2 separate regions of the Mus musculus genome follow, and region 1 is linked to region 2. A link is a contact called in public HiChIP or PLAC-seq data. All regions are on one chromosome and are shown on one strand. Each heading gives the region's core, a stretch centred on a gene start, on an enhancer-like site or on the middle of the called end of the contact. The rest is flanking DNA. Distances are from core to core; before and after follow the strand shown.

Region 1 (4,807 bases), core at 1,241-3,740, 91 kb before region 2:
CAGCAGGTTCTGGGTCAGAGTATAAAGTATATAAGAATATAGTGTAGGTATTATTTATCCTATATTTCCACAGGCTTCTCGGGCAGCTCTTTTTCATCTGGGGCCCGTTTACTGTATCTTCTACTTTGTTGCTATTGCTTTCAATGATTTCTGCCTGGGCTGCTGTCCTTATTCTCCCCAAGGGCCACCAGGCAGCTAGATTAAGTTCCCTGCCTTCTCTGAATAACTGAAAGTCAGGCTGAGCCTGAGAAGGTGCCTGTCAGCATGGTTGCTTCTCTCCTTTCATCCCAGTTCTCACACTGGGCTTCCTGCAGAGGCTAAGCACACCCATTTCACTGTTGCTAATTAAATATTGGGCTGAAGAAGGAAGGACCCACTCAGCTTCCTCAAGAGATTGCTGGAAAGATGCGTGGGAATCTTACCACACTGATGAAAGCCAGACCGTGAACTCGTATGATGATGCTAAGAACAGTATACCTTCACTCCTTACTGTCATCTCTTTTCCATTACTAAATGTCAGGCTTGGGATGTTCTTCCATATGCTAGTTCTCTAATCTTTTAATCTTCAAACTCTGTAGAGCATAATATAGGCTGCTTATCGCATCCTTGTTTTTGCCACTTGAAACAGATTCTCACATAGCTTTGAACTCAGGACGTAACCAGTTGTCACCTCCTGCTCTATTACTGAAATGCTGGGATTGCATGTGTTTGTCACCATACTTTCCTCAAAATACAATGTTTAAAGATTAAAGAGTGACTTTTGGAAGGCCCTACTTTTGTTATGTGGTAAAGTTGTAAGCCTAGACTCTTCCTTTCGGGATGTAATGTTCCAGGTTCACAGAGATGTCTTAGGCTACTCTTTCTTCCTCTCCGGGCTGGAGGGCATGGGGTGAATCAATTAAAGAAGCTGCTGCTGTTTGCTGCATGACCTTGAGCAAGTTACCACCTATTAAATGGGTATGATGACCCCAGCCACTAGCTCCTGATAAACTATAAAGCTGTAGTCATTTCATGCAGAATATCCCCAAGTTTCCCACATCTTATAAGATTCCAGGGTCCTTCCTTCTTTTAGACCAACTAATATTTTCATGGTGTTTGTTTACCATATTTCATCTGTCCATTTGTTGATGGATACTGGAGTTACCATACTTTTGGGGTTTGTGTATGATGCTTCTATGAGTACAAGTTGTGTTTGGGAGCTTGCCTTCAAATCAGTATGGTGTTGCATACTTAGTACACTAGCACTTGGGAGGCTGAGGTAGGTAAATGGTTTGGCATTTCTAGGCCATCTGAGCTATAGAGCAAGGCTCTCTTAAAATGGGTAAAGAGGCCCTGCTTCATTTCTTTGAGGCATAGGCCCAGTTGAGGAGTTTTTGTATGGTAATTCTGTGTTTAGGGTGTGTTTGTTTGTTTGTTTGTTTGTTTTGAAGAATTGCCATGCTGCTTTTGAGGTTTCTTTCTTAAGTTTTATGTTACATGTATGAACAGCATATGTGTGCCTGGAGGGCAGAAAAGGGTATTGAATCTTTTGGGCCAGGGTTACAGATAGTTATGAATCACCAGGTGGGTGCTAAGAATTGAACTTGGGTCCTCACAAAGCTAACTATTGCTTTTAACTACTGGGCCAATTCTGTACACGCACACCCTTCCTTAACTTTGAGACAGGGTTTCACTGTGTACCCTGGCTGGCCTAGAAACCAAAAGTAGCCAAGGCCTGCCTCACACTCAGATCCACTTGCCTGTGCCTGGTGATGCTCGGGTTAATGGCATGTGCCTCTGCACTTGGCTTTCGTTTTGAAGCTTGTTTAGAAATTCCTAGATACATTTTATTTTTCTGTTCTGTGAAAGTTAAAATGTTTTGGGTTTCCTTGTAGATGAACACTGATGAGAATGATCAAAGAAGTTGCGTCATTTTCTATAGTTATATCCGAGGAAGAAGAAAAGGCACAACGGAGCCAGGCTTCCCTGCTCCTTTGTCTTCTTCTTCCAGTTTGTGATGGGCATCTGTGACTTGGGGTAGTTGAGAAAACAAGAGCCTGGGTCAGCAATCCCACCTCTGAGTCTCCAAGATACCATGGAGTAAGGCTTGCTAGGACAATTATGGTGTGCACAGTTTATTTTAGCTGTGTCTAAAGGTTATGTGTGCTGATGTGTGTATGAGGAGGATTTCTAAGGCAGCATGAACAGACTCTTATCACCTGTCTTAGAATGTTATTTGATATCTCCAGGAAGAGATGAGTTGAAGGCCAGCTTTCAGATGACAGTGTAAAGTGGTATCTTTGGGTCTCCTGGCATGTGGTGGGTCTGTTGGCTACCTTTAGATCCTCCTCAACAGATGGGAGGCAGCTGAAAGACCACAGACCCTTCTGTCCTTTGGAGCACGGGTTTTGTCAGTGGGAGTTAAAGTACTTCCACAAGCATGGAGTCTCTGGTGCTCTGCTTTTTTTGTCTTTCGTGGTTTAGTCATGCTGGTGCTTCAGTTGTCCCAAGTTATTTGCATTTGAACAAGCCTCTCTTCCTGTTTATCCTCAGCAGATTCTGACAGTACAGCTGCTTAGAGCTGCTATTGTAACTGGAACTCCTGATGTCAAAGAAGAGCCCACGTTGTTCCTCCCCATAGAAACTGTTGTGTCCTTTCATAAGAAGAGTGAAATACACTATGACACCTTGAAGGTTCATTTAGAGGGTTTGCCTCCTTTCTCCCTGCACATTCTGTGGTATTTATTTGTCTATATGAGACAGGTCTCAATATCCCAGGCTGACCTTGAACTTGTTCTGTACTCAAGGCTGGTTTTGGATTCCTGAGCTTTGTGCTGCTACCTGCCAAGTGCTAGTAGCTAAGGCAGGTTTGGAATTTATTACACAGCCCAGGTTGGCCTTCAATATAAGATCTTTCCTGCTTCCACTTCTCTCTGGTATGGAAATTACAGGTGCATACCACCACCCCTAGCCTAGTCATCTCTGTTAATGGAGGCAGAATTAGAGAAGGAATTGTGAGGTCCCGGTCCTCTGAGTCTTCCAAGACTCATTGCTCATGCATCTGTTTGGACTTCAGTATCCTCCAACCTAGAGGTTCTCTTGGTAACATGAGCATGGAGTTTGATGCCTGGGCACTTCAGCAGAAGGACGCAACTTAAGTTACTGAGAAATGAATTTGGACTAACGTAGAGGATGGAGTACAGGCTAAAGGAAAAATACGAGCAGAGGCACTGAATTGATGACTTGTAAGTAGCAGGGAGTATATGACCATAGAGTTGTCTGTCTAGGCTTAGATTATCACTGAGTCAGACTTTATCAATGATAGCCCTGCTTTTGTTAGTCAGACCCTGATCCACTCCATAAGACAGAGTGAGAAGTGTTATGCACATTACAACAAAGCACTAAAATGAAGCCACAAGAATATTGTTTACTTGGTGTTTCCCAGTCTTCTAAGACTGCAGCTAGGTTTACACTGCAAAGTGAAATTTTGCATAAGGACATAGCTAGGTGAACTGCAGTGAACTTAGGAAAATCATGTATTTGCAATGAAATACTGAGGTTTTTATCTGGGTCTGTAATAATTTGTAGGTGAGGCGATTTTAGTTTACCTCTCTTAAACTGAGCTTAAAATTCCCTTGGAGGGCTGGTGAGATGGCTCAGTGGGTTAGAGCACCCGACTGCTCTTCCGAAGGTCCAGAGTTCAAATCCCAGCAACCACATGGTGGCTCACAACCATCCGTAACAAGATCTGACTCCCTCTTCTGGAGTGTCTGAAGACAGCTACAATGTACTTACATATAATAAATAAATAAATAAATCTTTAAAAAAAAAAAAAATTCCCTTGGAGTTCTTCTGCACTTTGCTTCCTTTATATCTTCATCATCCTCATGTGCATATTTTTCCTGTGTGCATGTCTATGCAGCATGTGTGTGCAGTGCCCAAGAATGTCCGAAGAGGTATTAGATCCCATGGGACTGGAGTTACAGATGGTTGTGAGGTGCCATGTGGGTGCTGGAAATCGAACCCAGGTCCTGTGGGAGAGCAGCTAGTGCTCTTAACTGCTGAGCCATTTCTTCAGCTCCTGATCTTAATTATTTTTTAAATATTATTTGTTTATGTATGGGTGTTCTGTGCGTGCATATATAGTGCATGACACAAGAGGGCATCGGATCCCATTACAAATGGTTGTGAGCCACCATGTGGTTGCTGGGAATTGAACTCAGGACCTCTAGAAGAGCATCAGTGCTCTTAACCTTTGAGCTGTCTCTCCAGCCCCATCTTTAATTATTTTTAGCCATACAGTTCCTTGACATTAAATGTATTTACATTGTTACACAATCACTACCACCATCCACTTCTAGGACTTCTGTATTCATGAATGGTTTGGGGACTGAAAGTAGAGCCTTGTATAGGTTAGACCAGCACCTTTACCACTTGGCTCAGCTCCCAGCCCAAACTATTGCATTCCCATTCTCCCTTTCCTTCTTCCTCTAGCTTCTGGCAATCACCATTCTGTTTTCTGATTTTCTGACTGACTGCTCTGAACTTCATCTCAGTCCATTGTGAATGACTTAGTTCATGTAATATATTGTCTTCAAGCATCAACATGTGTACTATGTGTTAGCATTTGTCACATTTTCCTGCATGAGCCAAATAGTGTTCCAGTGTATATATTTACCACATTTTGTTACTCTGTTGTCATGTTGAAAATACTTGAGTTGCTTCTACCTTTCGGATGCTGTGAGTGATGCTTACATGAACAGGATTGTACACAAATCTCTTCACTACCTTGCTTGCTTCAGAAGTGGATTACTACAATATACGATAA
Region 2 (4,535 bases), core at 527-3,026:
ACCTGTCATCAGCATCCGGCCATGCTGCTGCTGCTTATTAATAAACCTGCTTGTCGTTCAGCGCCCCTTCCCAGTCAGCCAGGGTCTGAGGGGAAGGCCCCCACTTTCCCGCCTCCTGTCAGACATTGTTGACTGCTTTGCATTTTGGGCTCTTCTACCTATTTTGTATAATAAGAAAGACACCAGATCCAATAAAACACATGGCTATGCACAGCCCGCTGTCTCTGCCTCTTTATCCCTGTTACCCTACAATTGCCACGGTGACAGGCCTGCAGGCCTTTAAACTCTCAAGGAGCCAGGCGAGGTGGCACACGCCTTTAATCCCAGCACTTGGGAGGCAGAGGCAGGCGGATTTCTGAGTTCGAGGCCAGCCTGGTCTATAAAGTGAGTTCCAGGGCAGCCAGGGCTACACAGAGAAACCCTGTCTCAAAACAAAACAAAACAAAACAACCAACCCCCCCCCCCAAAAAAAAAACCTCTCAAGGAAGTGCTTGTCTTTTCAAGTGTGGCTGCGACTTGGCACATGACCAGGACTCACGTTGGAAATCAGCCCCTACAGGGATCTCCTCTCATGACTCGAGAGGACACAGGAAAGGTGGGATGCCGTCTAAAGGCTGTATGTGCTAAGCGTGTTGTCTCCCCCCACCTTGCCATAAATGTATTTTATCCCCGTTCTGGAAAATGAAAATTTTGCCATTCCATTTCAACATGAATGTGAATTCTAAAAACTAAAGCAAATACTCACACATGATATATCATGCATATATACATTTACATATTTTCAGAATTTAGCTTCATTGACTTTTCTTATGTTCTCTCTCTCATTTTGAGAAAATGTTTCCTACCCAAGGATGGCCTTCAATACTTTTTCTTAGAATTTGTTGTTATCGTTGTTAGCATACAAAATAATAGGGTTTCCTATGATATTTTCCTTCTTTCTTGTGTGTGCCTGTTTGTGTGTGTGTGTGTGTGTGTGTGTGTGTGTGTGTGTATTTTCTGTGTGGGTTGTAGGTGCTCCTGCATGTGCCAGTGGAGGCCAGAGGGCAGTGTTTGAGTGTCTTCTTCCAGCCTGTATTTTGAGGCAGGGTCTCTCACTGAAAATTCAGCTCACCTGTTAAGTTAGACTGGCTGGCCCAAAGTTCCCAGAAATCCACCTGTCTCCACCTGACTCACCTGTCTCCACCAGCTTGGGCCTAGGATTACACCCAGCTTTGGCAAACTTTCTTAAAATCTTTTTTTTTGTTGTTTTTTTGTTTGGTTTTGTTTTTTTTGTTTGGTTTTGTTTTTTGTTTTTTTTCCCCAAGACAGGGTTTCTCTGTGTAGCCCTGGCTGTCCTGGAACTCACTGTATAGACCAGGCTGGCCTCGAACTCAGAAATCCACCTGCCTCTGCCTTGCAAGTGCAAGTTGGGCATTATTAAAGAGAGTCCACAACTAATGAGCTGTCTCAGCAGGTTAAGATGTTAGCTGTCAAGCCTAAGGACTTGAGTCCCACCCCTGGGACACCCGTTGTGGACTGGACAGAGAGACCCAGGCTTGCCTCCAGGCCCGATGACCTGTCTTCTGTCCCGTGGGCCCTTTGATCTCCACATGAACACCATGTCACCAATTCACAAGTTGTTTGCCATTAAAAAAATTGTTCCCATCAAATGCAAATGGGGGGGGGGGCTGCCATTATGTAAGTGACTATGTGATCAAAGGGACTGACTTGGGCAGGCCACCTGGGGCAAGGACCTATTTCCTGAGTGCTTGTTCACTGGGCGTGGTGAATGGTAGGAACTCTTTTGCGTGCTGACTCACCCAAAGGAGGAAGTCAGGCCCTCTCCCTCCCTATACACTGACGAGGTCAATGGAGAGGTTTGTTTCAAAGAAGTAAAGGCTCCTGGTAGGACTAAATACTCAGGACTTTGGAGGCCCAGGCGTCAGTCCCAAGTATCACAGAAAATACCTAACTTCCCCAGTGGTCATGTTGTCTGTTTCCTGAGTATCTCATCAGAGAACCCTGTTCCTTTGGTTCTTTGGTTTCAAATTAAAGATATGATCGAAATTGTGGGTTTTGATCCGCAGGGAGTGAGCAGGGGGTGGGGCTAATGTTTGTTTCCATCTCACTGGTTTGGTTTTGAGAGGTTGCTGGGTGTGAAAGCCAGGGCCTGGTATATACTGTTCACTGAGCTGTTACCCCCCCTCCCAACCCCCACACCCCACTCCCTGAAGTTCATCCTCAGATCCTAAGTCAAGAACCTAGGATGGGGTATACCCTCCAGATGTTTTTCCTTTTTTTTTTTTTTTTTTTTTTTTGGTTTTTCGAGACAGGGTTTCTCGGTATAGCTCTGGATGTCCTGGAGCTCACTTTGTAGACCAGGCTGGCCTCGAACTCAGAAAATCACCTGCCTCTGCCTCCCGAGTGCTGGGATTAAAGGCGTGCGCCACCATGCCCGGCTTCCTTTTTTTTTTTTTTTTTTTAATTTATTTTATGTATATGAGTACAATGTTGCTCTCTTCAGACATATCAGATCAAGACATGGAATTCCATTAGAGATGGTTGTAAACCCCATATGGTTGCTGGGAATTGAACTCAGGACCTCTTGGAAGAGAAGCCAGTGCTCTTAACCACTGAGCCATCTCTCCAGCCTTATTGATTTTTTTTTTTTTTTTTTTTTTTTGGTTTTTTTGAGACAGGGTTTCTCTGTATAGCCCTGGCTGTCCTGGAACTCACTTTGTAGACCAGGCTGGCCTCGAACTCAGAAATCCACCTGCCTCTGCCTCCCAAGTGCTGGGATTAAAGGCATGGGCCGCCACCACCACCCGGTTTATTTCCTTTTTTTGATGTTGTTGCTGTTGGTGGTGGCGGCTTCTGGAATTGTTATGGGGGGGCGGGGAAGGGCTAGGGTTTCAGTCTGTGAGTTCTAAGTCTCACTGTTAAATGAGCCATAGAGACAGACTCTGAAGGAAGTTCAGGACTGTTTCATTACTTTATTAGCATCTGGGAGAACAACAGGGCAGGCAAGGTGTAAATCTTAGCAGCGTGGAGCAGAGGAGGGAAGGTTTGCAATGGGGTCAGCAGTGGCCACACACTCTAGAAGGCAGGGGAGAAGTCTTTCAAAAAACAAAGCTCAGAGTGTAAAGGCAACCGCGCTGAGAGTTTGGGCTGCCATTCAAATGAGAGGAGGAAGGAGGGAGTTCGTGAAGGAGGGAACTGTTCTTCCCATTGCTTTTTTGTTGTTTGCTTTTGTTTTTAGAGACAGGGTTTCTCTGTGTAGCCCTGGCTGTCCTGGAACTCACTCTGTAGACCAGGCTGGCCTCGAACCCAGTTTATCTCAGTTGGCCCACTTACCTCAGTTTCCCAAGTGCTGGGATTAAAGTCGTGCACCACCATGCCTAGCTTCCTCCGAGTTCCTTTTTTCTTTTTCTTTTAAAGATTTATTTATTATTATTATACATAAGTACACTGTAGCTGACTTCAGACTCACCAGAAGAGGGCGTCAGAAGGGTGGTTGTGAGCCACCATGTAATTTGAACTCGGGTCCTTCAGAAGAGCAGTCAGTGCTCCTATCCACTGAGCCATCTCTCCAGCCCCCTTTTTCTTTCTTCTTCTTCTTCTTCTTCTTTTTTTTTTTTTTAAATATCTTTAGGTGAATCGGTTTTCCTCAGGAGTGGTCATGGCCAGATGGTTGTTAGGCCCAATTAGATGCCCATCCCTTTTAATTTTGAATTTTAAGCTAAAGGACCATTTTATTAGAATTTAATTAGGAAAAAAAAAAAAAAGAAACCAGGGCAGGCAAGTTGTAAATCTGTAGTCCTGGGAAGAAAGAGGTGAAGAAAAGCAAAGGCAATGTCTTTTTGAGTTAAGGTCCAAGAAAGCTGGCAGGCTCCTCAGGGGAGGTTGGCAAAGAGCTACATGAAAGGGAGAGAGGAAGGTTTCCGAGAAACCTAGATAAAGCCTATGTCCGGGCAAGCATGCTTAGGGCTGGGCTGGTATCTGAAGATCGTGAAAGGTTATGATTAGTTTCCATCTGGATTCATTCATAAGGGAGGAGATGACGGCATGTAATAGTCTAGTTCTTGAGGCAGGTGGAATGGAATGTTCCACCCAAGGCCAGAGGCAGAGCTTACAGTCCATTCTTCTGGAGAAAGCAGCTTTCCCTAAAAGGGCCTCTGCAAGATACTTCTGCCTTCTCATAAGGTATTTTACACCTTAAAAAGGCTTTTTTTTTTTTTTTTAATTTATTTGGGCTGGCAAGATGGTTCAGTGGTTAAGAGTGCCAACTGCTCTTCGGAAGGTCCCGAGTTCAAATCCCAGCAACCACATGGTGGCTCACAACCATCAGTAACGAAATCTGATGCCCTCTTCTGGAGTGTCTGAAGACAGCTACAGTGTACTTACATAATAACTAAATAAATCTTTAAAAAAAAAAAAAAAAGCCGGGCGTGGTGGCTCACGCCTTTAATCCCAGCACTCGGGAGGCAGAGGCAGGCGGATTTCTGAGTTCAAGGCCAGCCTGGTCTACAAAGTGAGTTCCAGGACAGCCAGGGCTA

What was found. HiChIP or PLAC-seq counts read pairs in DNA pulled down with a chosen protein or histone mark.
Region 1: a contact with region 2 is called in an H3K27ac HiChIP or PLAC-seq map of embryonic stem cells, with 5 read pairs. The contact joins two enhancer-like sites. A contact is called at or near these places in 1 of 115 datasets of contacts at active chromatin or transcription factors (embryonic stem cells) and 3 of 9 other capture datasets (adipose tissue, liver and pancreatic islet).

Annotation. Positions count from the first base shown.
Region 1 is chr19:45,879,959-45,884,765 of GRCm38.p6, reverse strand. The region is part of intron 23 of Armh3 (armadillo-like helical domain containing 3); the gene reads left to right. Among named protein-coding and RNA genes, the nearest start is that of Kcnip2, 66 kb to the right of the region's middle. Within about 2 kb of position 2,490, at least 20 of the 459 cell types and tissues checked have an H3K27ac peak or open chromatin away from gene starts, as enhancers often do. A contact at or near this core is called in embryonic stem cells, where this site is marked.
Region 2 is chr19:45,788,027-45,792,561 of GRCm38.p6, reverse strand. It overlaps Kcnip2 (Kv channel-interacting protein 2), which reads left to right. Exons shown (of 10, transcript NM_145703.2): 10 at 1-216. Among named protein-coding and RNA genes, the nearest start is that of Oga, 6.7 kb to the right of the region's middle. Within about 2 kb of position 1,776, at least 185 of the 459 cell types and tissues checked have an H3K27ac peak or open chromatin away from gene starts, as enhancers often do. A contact at or near this core is called in embryonic stem cells, where this site is marked.